2 separate regions of the Mus musculus genome follow, and region 2 is linked to region 1. A link is a contact called in public Hi-C data. All regions are on one chromosome and are shown on one strand. The core of a region is the stretch at or near the end of the contact, and the rest is flanking DNA. Distances in the headings are between cores, read along the strand shown. Region 1 overlaps Gm12576 (a long non-coding RNA gene). Region 2 has its middle 22 kb from the start of Ddx52.

Evidence for each region. Hi-C and Micro-C count contacts between places; a contact is called where the count stands out from the background.
Region 2: a contact with region 1 is called in a Hi-C map of extraembryonic ectoderm, with 2.8 times the contacts expected there. The contact joins two enhancer-like sites. A contact is called at or near these places in 9 of 15 datasets of contacts at CTCF or cohesin (CD8 T cells, the NIH/3T3 cell line, embryonic stem cells and 4 more), 157 of 484 Hi-C or Micro-C datasets (the 4T1 cell line, 8-cell embryo, the AtT-20 cell line and 77 more), 21 of 115 datasets of contacts at active chromatin or transcription factors (the 230-238 cell line, Th17 cells, astrocytes and 13 more) and 1 of 9 other capture datasets (embryonic tail).

Annotation. Positions count from the first base shown.
Region 1 is chr11:83,816,156-83,822,704 of GRCm38.p6, reverse strand. It overlaps Gm12576 (a long non-coding RNA gene), which reads left to right. Exons shown (of 4, transcript XR_388929.3): 3 at 2,262-2,397. Among named protein-coding and RNA genes, the nearest start is that of Gm38934, 8.4 kb to the right of the region's middle. Within about 2 kb of position 2,199, at least 41 of the 459 cell types and tissues checked have an H3K27ac peak or open chromatin away from gene starts, as enhancers often do. A contact at or near this core is called in extraembryonic ectoderm and sperm, where this site is marked.
Region 2 is chr11:83,916,822-83,923,407 of GRCm38.p6, reverse strand. No RefSeq gene overlaps it. Among named protein-coding and RNA genes, the nearest start is that of Ddx52, 22 kb to the left of the region's middle. Within about 2 kb of position 3,642, at least 14 of the 459 cell types and tissues checked have an H3K27ac peak or open chromatin away from gene starts, as enhancers often do. A contact at or near this core is called in extraembryonic ectoderm and sperm, where this site is marked.

The DNA.
Region 1 (6,549 bases), core at 950-3,449:
AGAGGAGGAGGCAGGAGGGTTTCAAATACCAGGCTGTTGTGTGACAAAACTTTTTCTAGGGAGATGCAGCACACACCCATCTATTCATCCCAGATAGGGAGCCCATGACAGACTCAGGTACAGATACCACCAAAGTCCTATTTAGTAAACCATGAGTTTTATTGGGGCTACTTACAGAAGCAGAAATGACTCAAAGACAGCTGCATCATCGCCTCCCCTCCCCGCCCCTATCATGGATGACAGCTCACAAAGCTGAGAACCCGGAGCACACTGTACAGCCTGCAGGCAGCTCAGCAGGTTGGAGAATGTTCTTTCCAAGAGACTCTAGTCTACATCTCTTGCAGGCAGCCATGCCAGCTTCTGCTTCTCCCAGGCAACTGGTCCGGTCTCAGAGTCCATTTAGCTTGGCTCCTTCTTTGCTTTTGCTTCAGTTCAGGTTGTCTGAGAATCTTGTTGGTGGCTGTTCTTTTCCCCAGGTCTGTTTGATTGTTTGTTTGTTTGTTTGTTTTGTTTTTTTCAAGACAGGGTTTCTCTGTATAGCCCAGGCTGTCCTGGAACTCACTTTGTAGACCAGGCTGGCCTCGGACTCAGGAATCTGCCTGCCTCTGCCTCCCGAGTGCTGGGATTAAAGGCATGTGCCACCACCGCCAGGCTTTCCCCAGGTCTTAAAGGGAAGTTTGAAAAAAAATTTTTAATTGCTTACTCAGGCAGGGAGGAGCCTAGTGAATCTGGTCAGTTTCAGGGAATTCCTGGAGTTATTTTGAGTTATTTACCTTCCTGTTTAAGGAGCTTCCCTGAAGGATAGGTTGTTTCAATCTCAAAGGAAACTGTTACACAACATGGGCTAATCTAGGCTGCAAAATCCTATCTCAAAAACAAAAAAACAAAAAACAAAAAACAAAACAAAACAAAACCGGGTGGTGTGTGTGTGTGTGTGTTTATTTGAAGTAGGGGCTCACTATCTAGCTTTGGTTGGCCTTGAACTCTCCATGTAGTTCAGCCTGGCCTTGAACTCTCAGAGATCCAGTTGCCTGTTTCCTGAGTGCTGGGATAAAAGTTGTGCCCCACCACATCTATCCTCTAAACACATTTCTGACTGACAGCAGATTTCTTATCAGCTACTAAAGATGCCAGAACCCAGTGGGAGTAAACTTGAAAATGCACAAGAAGAACAGCCACTCACATACAGATTCATAGCTAAGGTGTAGTCAAGACTGAAAACAATATAAAGACTTTTCTCAGATAGAGAAGAGCTTATCTGTCATAATCCCTCAGTGAGAGAATTACTAAAGGATGTGCTTTGAAGACAGCTGATCCTATATGAAGTGGCACTTAAGAACCAACACAAACAAAAAATAAATACATAATTGTATAGTCATATTTAAATAATATTGACTATAAATTATTTCATACAATAATTTTGTTGGATTACAAAAATAAGATGACACCGAAGAACTATAACATGGTACAAACTTGGGAAGGACTGAAGTTTCTACATCTGGGGGAAAGAAGTTGGAGATATTAACACTACACTAATATTTCAAAGAAGTTGGAGATATTAATATTATACTAATATTTCAAAGAAGTTGGAGATATTAACACTACACTAATATTTCAAGGGTTCTTTACCTAAGGTAGTGAGGGGGACAAGAAGTAGAATGGAGGGTTTCCAAACTGAAAGGAAATAAAGTGAGTAAGATTTTATTGTTAAAGTGGAAAGAGAGACATGGACCAAAGAAGTAAAGATTAAAATAAGTAGAGGCTGGAAGGAAGGCTCAGTGGTTAAGCGCAATGGATGCTCTTCCAGAGGACCCAAGTTTGATTCCCAGCTCCCATATGTTGGCTCACAAAGATCTTTAACTGTAGTCCTACCCTCTTTGGGCAACCTTGGGAACCAGGCACAGATATGGTGTTCAGATATACATGTAGGCAAAGCAAAGCTCTCATACGTGTTAAATCAATCAATCAATCAATCAGTCAATCAATCAATCTTTTTTTAAAAAAATATTAAAATGGATTCCACTAATGGAGACAATTCTAATCGGATGAAACCTGACATTTCTGAGCTCACACTTAGTGTCAGACTCTATGCTGGGATAGAAAAGATAAACAACTTCTTCCCTAAGCTCAGTCTAGCTGGGGACAACTAGAAGTGATGTGTCATGAGAGGGCAAGCAGTGCCTGGAGGCTGGGGGTGGCACACAGGGAGGAAGCCAGGGATGGCTTTCTGAAGATGGTGAGACCTTTGCTTCATCCTGAAGGATGAGTGAGAAGTCAGAAGAAATAGCACGTACCAGGCCGGCGTGACAGCTCAGCTCGTGACAAAGGCATGGAACAGGGCCCAGTCTGCTCACAGTCTTCTTTTGTTACGGATGAGGAGTTTGAAGCTCCAAAAAGGTAAGGAGACTGCCCCAGGGGTCGCCCTGCTAATTGGTAGCAGAACTGGAATCTGTCCTAAAGACTCATTCACACACACACACACACACACACCCCTCAGAAGGCCCCCCAGTGCCTTAGGTTTGCTCCAGAAGGGCTAGAGACTGCATGGTGTTGAGGTTTCAGAAGACTTTGAGGAGGTACTGCCTGTGGGTGTGGGTGCTGGATCTGTCTCTGGCCTGTGCCAGGCTGGAGCAGAGCCAGGAACCCGGGCAATTTTCAAGACTGAGCTGCCTGGCTCACCCCAAGGAAGCCTCTGCCTCCAGCCACCTCACCGACGCTGGGTTTAATCATTAACTCCAGGTTCACAGGGCTGAAGCTGGAGTGCACAGGGTCTGGGGAGCAGCCTGGGTCTCCAAGGAGCCAGGAGAAAGATGGCTCAGGAGGAGAAGAAGGGGGCAAAGTTTAGAATGCGCTTGCTCATCCCTGAATGGATACACCCTGAGCACAGGGACAAGGTTCTGATTGTGACTGTCGATTTTGCTGGAGTTTAAACAGTGGTTTTTGTAAGCTTGATTTCAGGGCATCCATTCAATGTTCATTGAACGTTGTACTTCTGTCTGCTGCAGCCTTCATCCTGTGGGATAAGAATTTACTTCTATGAGCATTAAATGTAGCTCATAGAGAGCAGGACTCTTTCTTCCCATCAGCCTCAGTGCCTGGCACAGCCTGGAATATGATCAATGCTGATTAAATATTTGCTGAGTGAATGAAACCCAACTCTGCCTAAAAGTATTTTTAAATGTCCCCTTTAGAAAAGAAATGGGCACTAATTTTTTACTATTACTATTATTATTATTACTATTATTATTATTGAGACAAAGTCTGACTCTGTAGCCCAGGCTGCCTTGGAGCCCTTAGCAACTTACCTGCTTCAGCTCTCCAAGACTGGGGTTACACAGATGAAACATCATACTAACTTGTTTTTATTTTTATTTTTTTGAGGCAGAGTATCACTACATTGCCCAGGTTACAGTCAAACCTGCTACTCTCCTGCTTCAGTTTCTTCAGTGTTGGGACTACACGTTTGCACCATCAAGCCAAACGGCTGATTTTATTTAAAAAAAAACAAAAACAAAAACAAAAACAAAACTTCAATAGAGCAGGACATGGTGGATCATTCTTTTTATCCTAACACTCAGGAGACAAAGGCAGGTGGAGCTCTGTGAGTTCAAGGCCAGTCTCGTCTACATAGAGAGTCCCAGGCCAGCCAGGGGCACAGTGAGACCCTGCCAAACAAACAAACAAACAAACCAGCAGCAATAGTAAAAAGTTCAGTGGAGGTTTGCACTTGTATAGTAGCCGAGTCTAGGTGAAGTCCCCTGGTCTCAAGCAGGTGGCAGTCTTCTCCCCTTTGTCCCTAACGTCTGAGAAAAGACAGAGTATGGCTGAAACTGCTTAAGCGTTCTCCAGACACGGGTGTTATTCAAGCACGAGGCCACATTTGACTGCGGAAAAGAAAGCCCCATGGGGCAATAAAGGTAACTGCCCCTTGTCATTTCTGGGATCTTGCAATGGGAAAGACTGTTAGCAGAAATACTGCTCTGACCTGGGAGTGCAATCGCTTAAAAGGTATTTGTGTATTCTGCCAAAGCAAAAGTCCAAAACCAGACAAACAAACACCACCTTCCGTTTGAGAAGTAAGATGCAGGTGGCAACAAGACTTCTATCTCAGGCTGATTCACCTACTTCCTGGTGGGTAGATACGGCCACATCTTCTTCACATGGTATTTGTGAGGACTTAATGGCTGAATGGCATGGGAAACCCTTGGCAGCTAGAAGATGCTCACACACAGTGCAGATGCCTTCTGTCTCTTGAAAGTAAGATCATCTCCTAGAACCAGGTATGGAGATATAGTCCGCTCCCGGAAGCCATGTGAACGTGGGCATCAGGTCAGAGTTGAGGCTCGCTCTGCTGATGGGGCCTCAAATGTAAACATTTGTTGGTATTGTGTGGCTGTAGGGGATGCTGGGGGAAGAAATTCCCTTTGCAGGAATAGCCACTGTCCTGGAAGAGCCAGAATACCTTGTTGGACCTGGGCCAAGAAAGCTGACTCTCCTCCCCCAGCCAAATCTGTCTCAGGCTGTGGAGGAAACTGGCCAATGTCAGGGAGCCTCCATTGGTGCTGCCTCTGGGTGGTTTACCTTAGCAGGGTGGTGACATATATAGTGTGACCAATTTGCCTTCACCCCATTTTACCACTGGAACGTCCTCAGAGTTCTGAAAGTCTTTTAAGGTTCTAGCTCTCTACCGTAGTCACCATCAGGAGGTAAATCTGTTCAGAAAGGACCCCCGGCATCCTCCTTACCCTCAGCTCAGCCCACAGTTGCTGAGAACTCCCTGACCACCTGATGTCTCTCCCTGCCCCTCCTCCTTTAAGTCTCACCCTCTCACCCTAAAATCTGAGATGAAATGAAAGGTAAATTGCCAAGGGAGGTCCTCTCCCGCGGCAGATTTCCTGTCTTTGCTTGTGAGCACGGAGACCCCGAGTGGGGAGGCCAATGGCAGAGCACTCTCCCAGAACCAGCCCTGGGGTGACAGGTGTATCAGAGAGTAACTCCTTCAATGGTGGGGGAGGGAAGAATTAAAAAAAAAAAAAAAAGAGGAGGTAGAAAGATCCTAAAGGCTGCCCTTGTTTTTCTCTATGCCACCCAACTTGAAACTGCCTCCAGGAACAGAGAAGGGGGGAGGGGAGAAAGAGGAGAGAGAGAGAGAGAGAGAGAGAGAGAGAGAGAGAGAGAGAGAGGGAGAGGGAGAGAGAGAGAGAGAGAGAGAGAGGTGGGAGTGGGAGAAAGAGACAGGGAGGGGGAAATCAAAGAAAATTGCAAAAGTCAATGGGCTGGAACCAGAGGTAGCCTCAGCAACTGCAGTGTGACTTTGATTCTCCTATCATAACTCTGAATTAAAAATTCAGGCAATTATCTGCATGGCTTCCTTCTGATTAGAATGAGCCGGAGCCTCATTAATGCATCGGCACAGAGGAAAGCCATTAGGGTCTGTGAAATGGAATGTTTCTCTGAGAACAGGTTCCGCTTGATGTAAAATGCCCAGCAAAAAGAAATTTCACACATTTTTAAGCTCAGAGTCACAGGACGGCACCCTGCTTCAGGGCTACAGACCATGCCACAGCCATTCCTTCGCAGCTGGCACTGGGTGAAAGCCATCTTTGTCTCCCAGCCTCTCTGCTACCCTCCATGAATGCTCTTGGGTGCGGGGAGGTGAGGGTCCTGACGTGTCGACTCAGCCTGGATCCCCAGTCTCAAGGACCCTGAACCATGACGAGTACCTGAGCTGTCTGGGAACTGACTGTCCTCCTCTGCAGAAGAACTAGAAGCCTGCTCAAGACAGCGAAGGTTCTAGGCTCCAGAAAAGATCAAAATAGCTGCGTAGCCTCAACCAAATTGGTATTGATCCTTGTGATGACCTGGGCATCCCAAAGTAATGCAAGCAGGGTCTGGAGAAGTTGAGCTAGCCTTCGAGGCTGGTTGATGGAGAGGGGTGATGGTTTGGAGGGAAGGAAGGAACTTTTGTCTAGTCGCTCAGGTTATAGGAAACAGAGCTCCCGGTTATATACAATGTTATTGCCCGGAGCCTGTCTGGGTAGTTACCCTTTAGTCTTTAGAATGGAAAATGAAATACAAAACAAAAGGAGAAACCTGGAGCCTAGTTTTAACATCTTGAGCGTCTGATAACTCCTGCCTTCACCTCAGAAGTGCTGAGACTGCAGATGAGTACTACCACATCTGGTTTACAAAGTGCTGGGGGATCAAACGCCACCCCTCCCCCAACTAACTCATTCATGCGAAGCTTATGAAATAGCAACAAAAAAAAATAATTTTATGGTTGGGGGTGACCACAACTTGAGGAACTGTATTAAATGGTCCCAGCCTTAGGAAGGTTGAGAACCACTTGGTCTCAGGCTAGTGAGTTGGAATTGGGTTCCCTCATTCCAGATAGCTCAACATTCCCGCATAAAGATTCTTTTTTTTTTTTTTTTTTTTAGACATGGTTTCTCCGTATAGCCCTGGTTGTCCTGGAACTCACACTGTAGACCAGGCTGGCCTCGAACTCAGAAATCCGCCTGCCTCAGCCTCCCGAGTGCTGGGATTAAA
Region 2 (6,586 bases), core at 2,393-4,892, 99 kb before region 1:
GCACGGCACAACTCCCATGTCATCCCCCTCCTTTTCCAAATTGCCTTTGCAATTATTTTGTTATTATTTGGGACAGAGTCTCACTAGGTAGCTCTGGCTGGCCTGGAACTCACTATGTAGAGCAGGTTGCCCTTAAACTCATAGATCTGCCTGCTCCTGCCTCTCTGCCTCTCAAATACTGGGATTAAAGGCTAGTTCAATTTCATATTTTAAGATTAACTTGTAAGTTTCCTATATACTGAAATATCCAAGCTGAGATTTCTATTAAAATTACATTGAATTTATGAATGTTTTTTTTTATAATAATGGATTGCTCCCCTTTTTAAAGAGCCTTTTTGATGTCCTTCAGTGAATTTTTATACTTTTCTCATTTTTGGTGAATGCTTCTCTTGGTGGACCCACTGCTAATATCTTTTAGCATTTGTGCTAACAGGAATGCATAAAGATTACTTTTTCTGCTTGCTTTGCAGGTGTTTAAGAATCCTTTGGACTCTGGGGGCAGGTGCTCTTCCTCAACTCAACAACCTTGCACAACAATTTTAATGGTTTTGATAGCTTGCCTATAACTCTCTTTGACTCTGGCAGGTCTACAGCATCTAGAGCACGGAGGCTGCCAGCAGGTTACTAGGAAACACCTGCTCGGTCAGGGGTGTGTGAGGTCATTAGGACTGCCCCAGAGTGAGTAAACAGGCTTCCAGTATCAGAGCACCCATTCTCTGGGAATTTTTACTGTGGAGTTGAAATTCAATTCTTTCCATGAAGTAATAACAAGTCTCACAATCTTTTCAGACCTTAATTGATGATGGGAAAGGCCTAAGAAGGGACTGTAGAAGTTGGAGGGCTGTGTTTAGCAAAGCTCAGCTTAAGAACTCCTGGCTTAGTAGGGTAGCCTTCTACTCTTCCACTGGACTAGCACAAATCAACTTCCAGGTGCCTCTGAGGCCGAGCTTCTAGCTACCCCTATCTCCATAACACTGAGTCTCCTTACAAGCCACCTCCACGGCTCTCTGGACATCCCCCAAGTCTAACACACATTCTCAACACTTACCCAATGCTTCGAATTTTGTCTGTGTCCTGCATAGCATTTGTAGAAGCAATACCATAGATACTTAGTTTGAGAATTCAATATTAAGAACTGTAAACATGAATATGGTGTTGTGTGTCCCACGGAGCCCTTCTGAGCCCTCTCTCTGTGTTAATATATTTCATCATAACCATAGTCCTTTATGGTGGATGCTGTTTTGATCCTTGTTTTATGGATGAGGAAAACAAAGCACAGAGACAATGCTTAGTGAAGGGTGCAAGCTGAAAATGGCAAGGTGGGCGGGACTCCAGTGAGCCCTGCTGCAGTATCTGGGCTCTCAGCTGTCGTGCTGCCCTTTCTATAGCTGTGAAGTCAGGGCTGTGGATGCCCTTTGTGTGGGGTCCACAGCCCTAGACCAGGGATTCTAAGAGATATTCTTCATCATCTTATTATATAAGATGTTACCATATAATTATCACACCCAGCATTTTTGTTTTTATTGTGTGTTTTCTGAGACAGGGTCTCATGTAACCCACACTGGCTTCGTATTCACCATGCATCAGAGATTGACCTTAAAGTCCTGATTTTCCTGCCCCTACCTCCCATTGCTAGGATCATAGCGGTGCCCTTCTTAAGAACAGGTTTTTTTTGTTTTGTTTTGTTTCTTGTTTTTTTCTCTTAGGGCATGGTCTTCTAAAAAGTTCCAACTCTATAAAGATGAAGAAGCAGGGTTAGAATATTAACATCCAGTCAGGCAGTGGAGGCTCACACCTTTAGTCCCAGCACTTGGAGGGCAGAGGCAGGCCGATCTCTGTGTTTGAGGCCAGCCTGTTCTACAGAGCAAGTTCTAGGACAGTCAGGGCTACACAGAGAAACTCTGTTTCAAAAAACAAAACAAAACAAAACAAAACAAAACAAAACAAAACAGAGGAATGTTAATACTCTCTGAGTCACATGGGGAGGAATTGGCTGTGTCACAGTAGGAACCCACTTTCGGAGTGACACTTGTGTCCATGCACCTCAAAGCTTCCTATCCCGCACTTCCTTTATCCTGAGCGCATTTCCACAAAGGGCTGGGACACTCTTAGTGCTGCCTTTTGCATGGAGTGGTGGAGGCACAGAAGGTGAGAGTCCTTCTTTAGGGAAAAATTACGTCGTTATAATCATATAGTTGAATGCTAAGTCTAAGACACTTTTCTTTCATTTCAGTGTGTGGTTGTGTGTGTGTGTGTGTGTGTGTGTGTGTGTGTTGTCCAACGCGGGCACTGGGAACCAATCTCAGGTCCTCTGGAAGAGCAGCAAGAGCTCTGGCCTGCTGAGCCATCTCTGCAGTCCCTAGGGCTGCCTTTTGGTCCTTAAATTACAGTTCCTGAAAGGATGTGTGCTTCATCGGCTGTTCAGGAGAAGTAGTGTGTGTGTGTGTGTGTGTGTGTGTGGGGGATGTTGGGAGAGAGTAAGCCCTATGGTTTCTCCATTTCCAATACTGACAGGCATGCCCCCTCCTCTGTGCGTGTGGCTGTGTGAGTTTATATGTACCAAGCGAGCTCAGGAACTGGGAAGTATAGAGTTGTAAGTAGCTAGATATGGGTGCTGGGAATTGAACCCAGGTCTTCTGGAAGAGCAGAAAGTACACTTAACCACTGAGCCATCTCCCCAGACCCTGTGCTGTTCTGCCACACCCTTCTCTGGCCTTTGCTTTCAGACCAATTATTAATATTGGCTTTCGGAATAGAAGTTAAGATCACATTGGTAGCTTCTGGGACGATTGGGATATGTAGATTTTCATACATGCTCCTTTACAGAAATCGCATACATCTGGTACACACATTGCCATGTCCCTGGAAGTCCCTGCGGACATCAGCAGGTACACACTGTAGCCATCATGTCTGGGTGTGATAAGGCTCGTCACAGCTTGCTCTGGAGGTAGGTGCAGCCTGTTCTCTCTGTCCAGAGCCGTCTTCTCTAAGGTGTGGGATCCCATTTCCCATCAGGCCTGACTCACACATTCCCCTGTGCTTGGATCAGCAGAGTGAGCTGTGGGGAATGGCTACCTCAGAGCAGGCTTCCATGTTCAGGTCTGGCTTCCTGGCCTGCAGTCCTCCAGCAATGATGCCGGGATGCTTTCTCAGGTCAAAAGGGAAAGCATTGTTGCTGCGCTGTGGCCTGGCAAACATTGTTGCTGGCTTTGAAGTCCCAGGGGGGATTTGCTCAGGCCAGAGTTGAGAAGCTAAAGGAGAGGCCTTGCTATGTTTGTTAACTCCAACTACACACGAGGCCTAGCGTGTTTGATGTCTCCGAAGAGCAGCAGGAGGAGGGAGGCACAGCCTGGGGGTCCTCTTAGAGACCTCTTCCCCCTTGTGCTGGGCTTGCAGTCCTACCTAGGAGCGGGACCTAGGGAAGGTCCAAGTCCAGAATGGTTAGTGACGGGCCTTCACCGGGAAGGAATAATTGTTCCCTTTCTTCAGGCTGCTCTGTAGGAGTGTGGGTCGGGGTGAAGGCTGCTTCCCTTGGCCTCTGGAGGCATGAAGAGGGGATGAGGATTAGAGGAAGATCTGAAAGCAGAGACACGGCTGCAGTTTGTGTTGGCAGGGGACAGACAGGTACATCCGCTTTGCCTTGAGGTCTCAGCTTGCCGTCTCCTTTCCTTTCCCATCCTCTCCCTCTCTGATGGTAGCATCACAGTCCCCCTCCCTCTCTGTGGGAAGTTCACTATTTTCCAGGATCTTGCCATCTTGCCTCAGTAGTCCTGCCTCCAGAAGTGCTAGGTAATGACCAGAAGCACTTGCCAACAGCAGGAAATCAACAATAAGTAGGATGCAGGCCAGGACAATGCTCCGATGGCTGGCTCTCTGGGCTTGTCCTAGGATTTCACCAGGTGACAAAGCATGTTTACCACCTTTGCTTGTGGGAATGGGGCAAGAAGGAAAGCACTGTAATTAATGAGTTCAATGTCCCATATGGCAATTTAGTCAGAAATATCTCTACCCTGCTTCCAACTCTCCCATCCGTGCATCCTAACTGTACGCACGATTCTAACTGTTGCTAGATTATCCCTCCTGCCCTCATTTCCAGACTGTTCCTACCTGTATACCCCTTTATCCAGATCCTGCAATTGAGAAAAGCTTGTTTATGATAAGGCCTTGAAATCAGGAGTTATAGATCCTGCCCAGGACAGCTGCCCTATCTGTGTACTAGGTTGTGGAAGGAGGACCGGCTGCTTGTGACCTATTCCTCGTCTCCCCCCACTCCCAGCTCCCTGCAGCTCCTCTGCAAACATGGGACAATGGACAAGTGGGAGTTACCTGTCTCAACAGGTGTCTTCTGGGCCTCACTTTCCTACAGGGTGATGGGAGGGTCACCGTCAGCCCACCCACCACAGGCATTCCTGTGATTGTGATGGTCCACCTATGAGCATGACCTTTGTTCCTCCGGATATCTTTAGCTACAGGAAACTGAACCCACCTTGATAGCTTTAAGGGTCTTTGGGATGTGTGTGTGTGTGTGTGTTGTTGTTGTTGTTGAGGAGGTCTTGAGCATATTAATCAAGTATTGTACCAGGAAGCCACATCCTCCAGCCTTAAGACTCTTTCTGTATCCATCACTGAATCCCTCTGCCCAGCGGAGTGCATAGACTATAACCATATAAATATTTGTGATGATCAGGTGAACACTGTTATCTCGTTACCCACAAATATTTACCAAAAGCGTCCCTGTGTAGTGACTCCACTAAGCAGTAGGGGCACATGGGCTAATGAGATACTGTTTTCATCCTTAAGGAGACTCAGAGGTACTTTACCTGCCTGAAGGTCAGAGGAGGGAGCTGCCGGGGGCTGGGGAACCTACTTTGGTGGTCAGGAGCCTGGGCATATTTGTTTCAGAGTGAACTTAGACAAGATACCCCTGAGCTGGAGACATATCTACTTATTCTCAACCTCAGAACAGTCCAGAGTGGAGCTGATTTCAATGACATCCTCTCAAAAATATAGATAAAAGTCATTTCTGGAGTTAGGGAAATGGCTCAGTGGTAAAACAGCTTTCTCCGAAAGCATGAGGACCCGAGTTTGAGTCCCTAGCACTCACATAAAGACTGGGGCATGACTCTGTGTGCCTGTGTCCTCAGCACTGTGGAGGAGAGACACACAGATCCTGGGGGCTCCTGGGCTAGCCAGCCTAGGTGAAGCAACTCAGGTTTAGTGAAGGATGATGTTTCAGGGGAATAAGATAGAGACAGAGGAAGAGACTCAACATCACCCTCTGACATCCAATTGCACACACACACACACACACACACACACACACACACACTGAGAGATACACAGAGGTACAGACAGACAGGCAGACACACAGATATACACCCATACACACAGACACACAGACACACAGACACACACGCACAGATACTCTTACACACAGACACACATAGCACAGACATAGGTACAGACATACACACAGAGAGAGACAGAGACAGACAGAGATAGACAGAGAGAGAGACAGAGACAGAGAGAGAAACAGACACACAGACATACACATAGACACACAGAGAGACACAGACAGACAGACACACACAGACATTCACTCACATACAGATAGACAGACACAGATATACACACAAAAAGACACACACACACACACACACACACACACACACACACACCCAGATTAATTTCTAATGTCTCTACTTGGGAAGAAATTATCTAGTCTTTCTATCCAGGAACCAAAATAAGTAACAACCTGATCAACAGAGTGAGTTCCAGGTCATCCAGGCCTGTATAGTGAGACTCTATCTCCAACAGCAACAGCAACAGCAGCAGCAGCAACAGTAACAGCAACAGCAGCAGCAGCAACAGTAACAGCAACAGCAACAGCAGTAACAACAACAGCAGCAGCAGCAGCAACAGCAACAGCAGCAACAACAACAGCAACAGTAACAACAACAACAGCAGCAGCAATAACAACAACAACAACAACAACAACAACAACAACAACGACAAGCCCTCCCACAGAAACATAAAAACTAAATCAGCGAAATTTACTTCCCTGGGCCCTGGTTGCCCTGCCCTTGTCATCTGTACCCATGTTGCTTTGTCTGGGCTTCCTGTCACCTGGAGGCAGCAAGAAAAGAGGAGTTGTCTGTCCTGTCTGTCCGGAGCTCCTCCCAAGGCATGCTTACCAGTGTCTCATCCATATGGAGAGCTGCTGTGGTCACTGAGACAGGGACTAACACAAGGGTATCCACAACATTCCAGATGAGAACCTGGGAGGCAAAGGAAAGCGACAGGATAGTCAGCCCAGATGATGGAGGGGGCTCTTGCTCTACCAATGACATCAGTGCACTGAGGGGACCTTTACAGTGTGAGGAGAGGCTAGTGGCACATTCCATTTCTGTGTGGCTCCTTTGAGCCAGGGCTTCTGAGGGAATGCCTGCTACTCAATGGACCCAGAGCGGTACAAAAAGCAAATTTCTTTGAAGCTTTGTAATTTATCTTTAAGGTGAATTTAAACTTTATGTCTTCTACCATGACCTATACCATGACCTATCAGCTTGCTTTGACTTAAAAGACA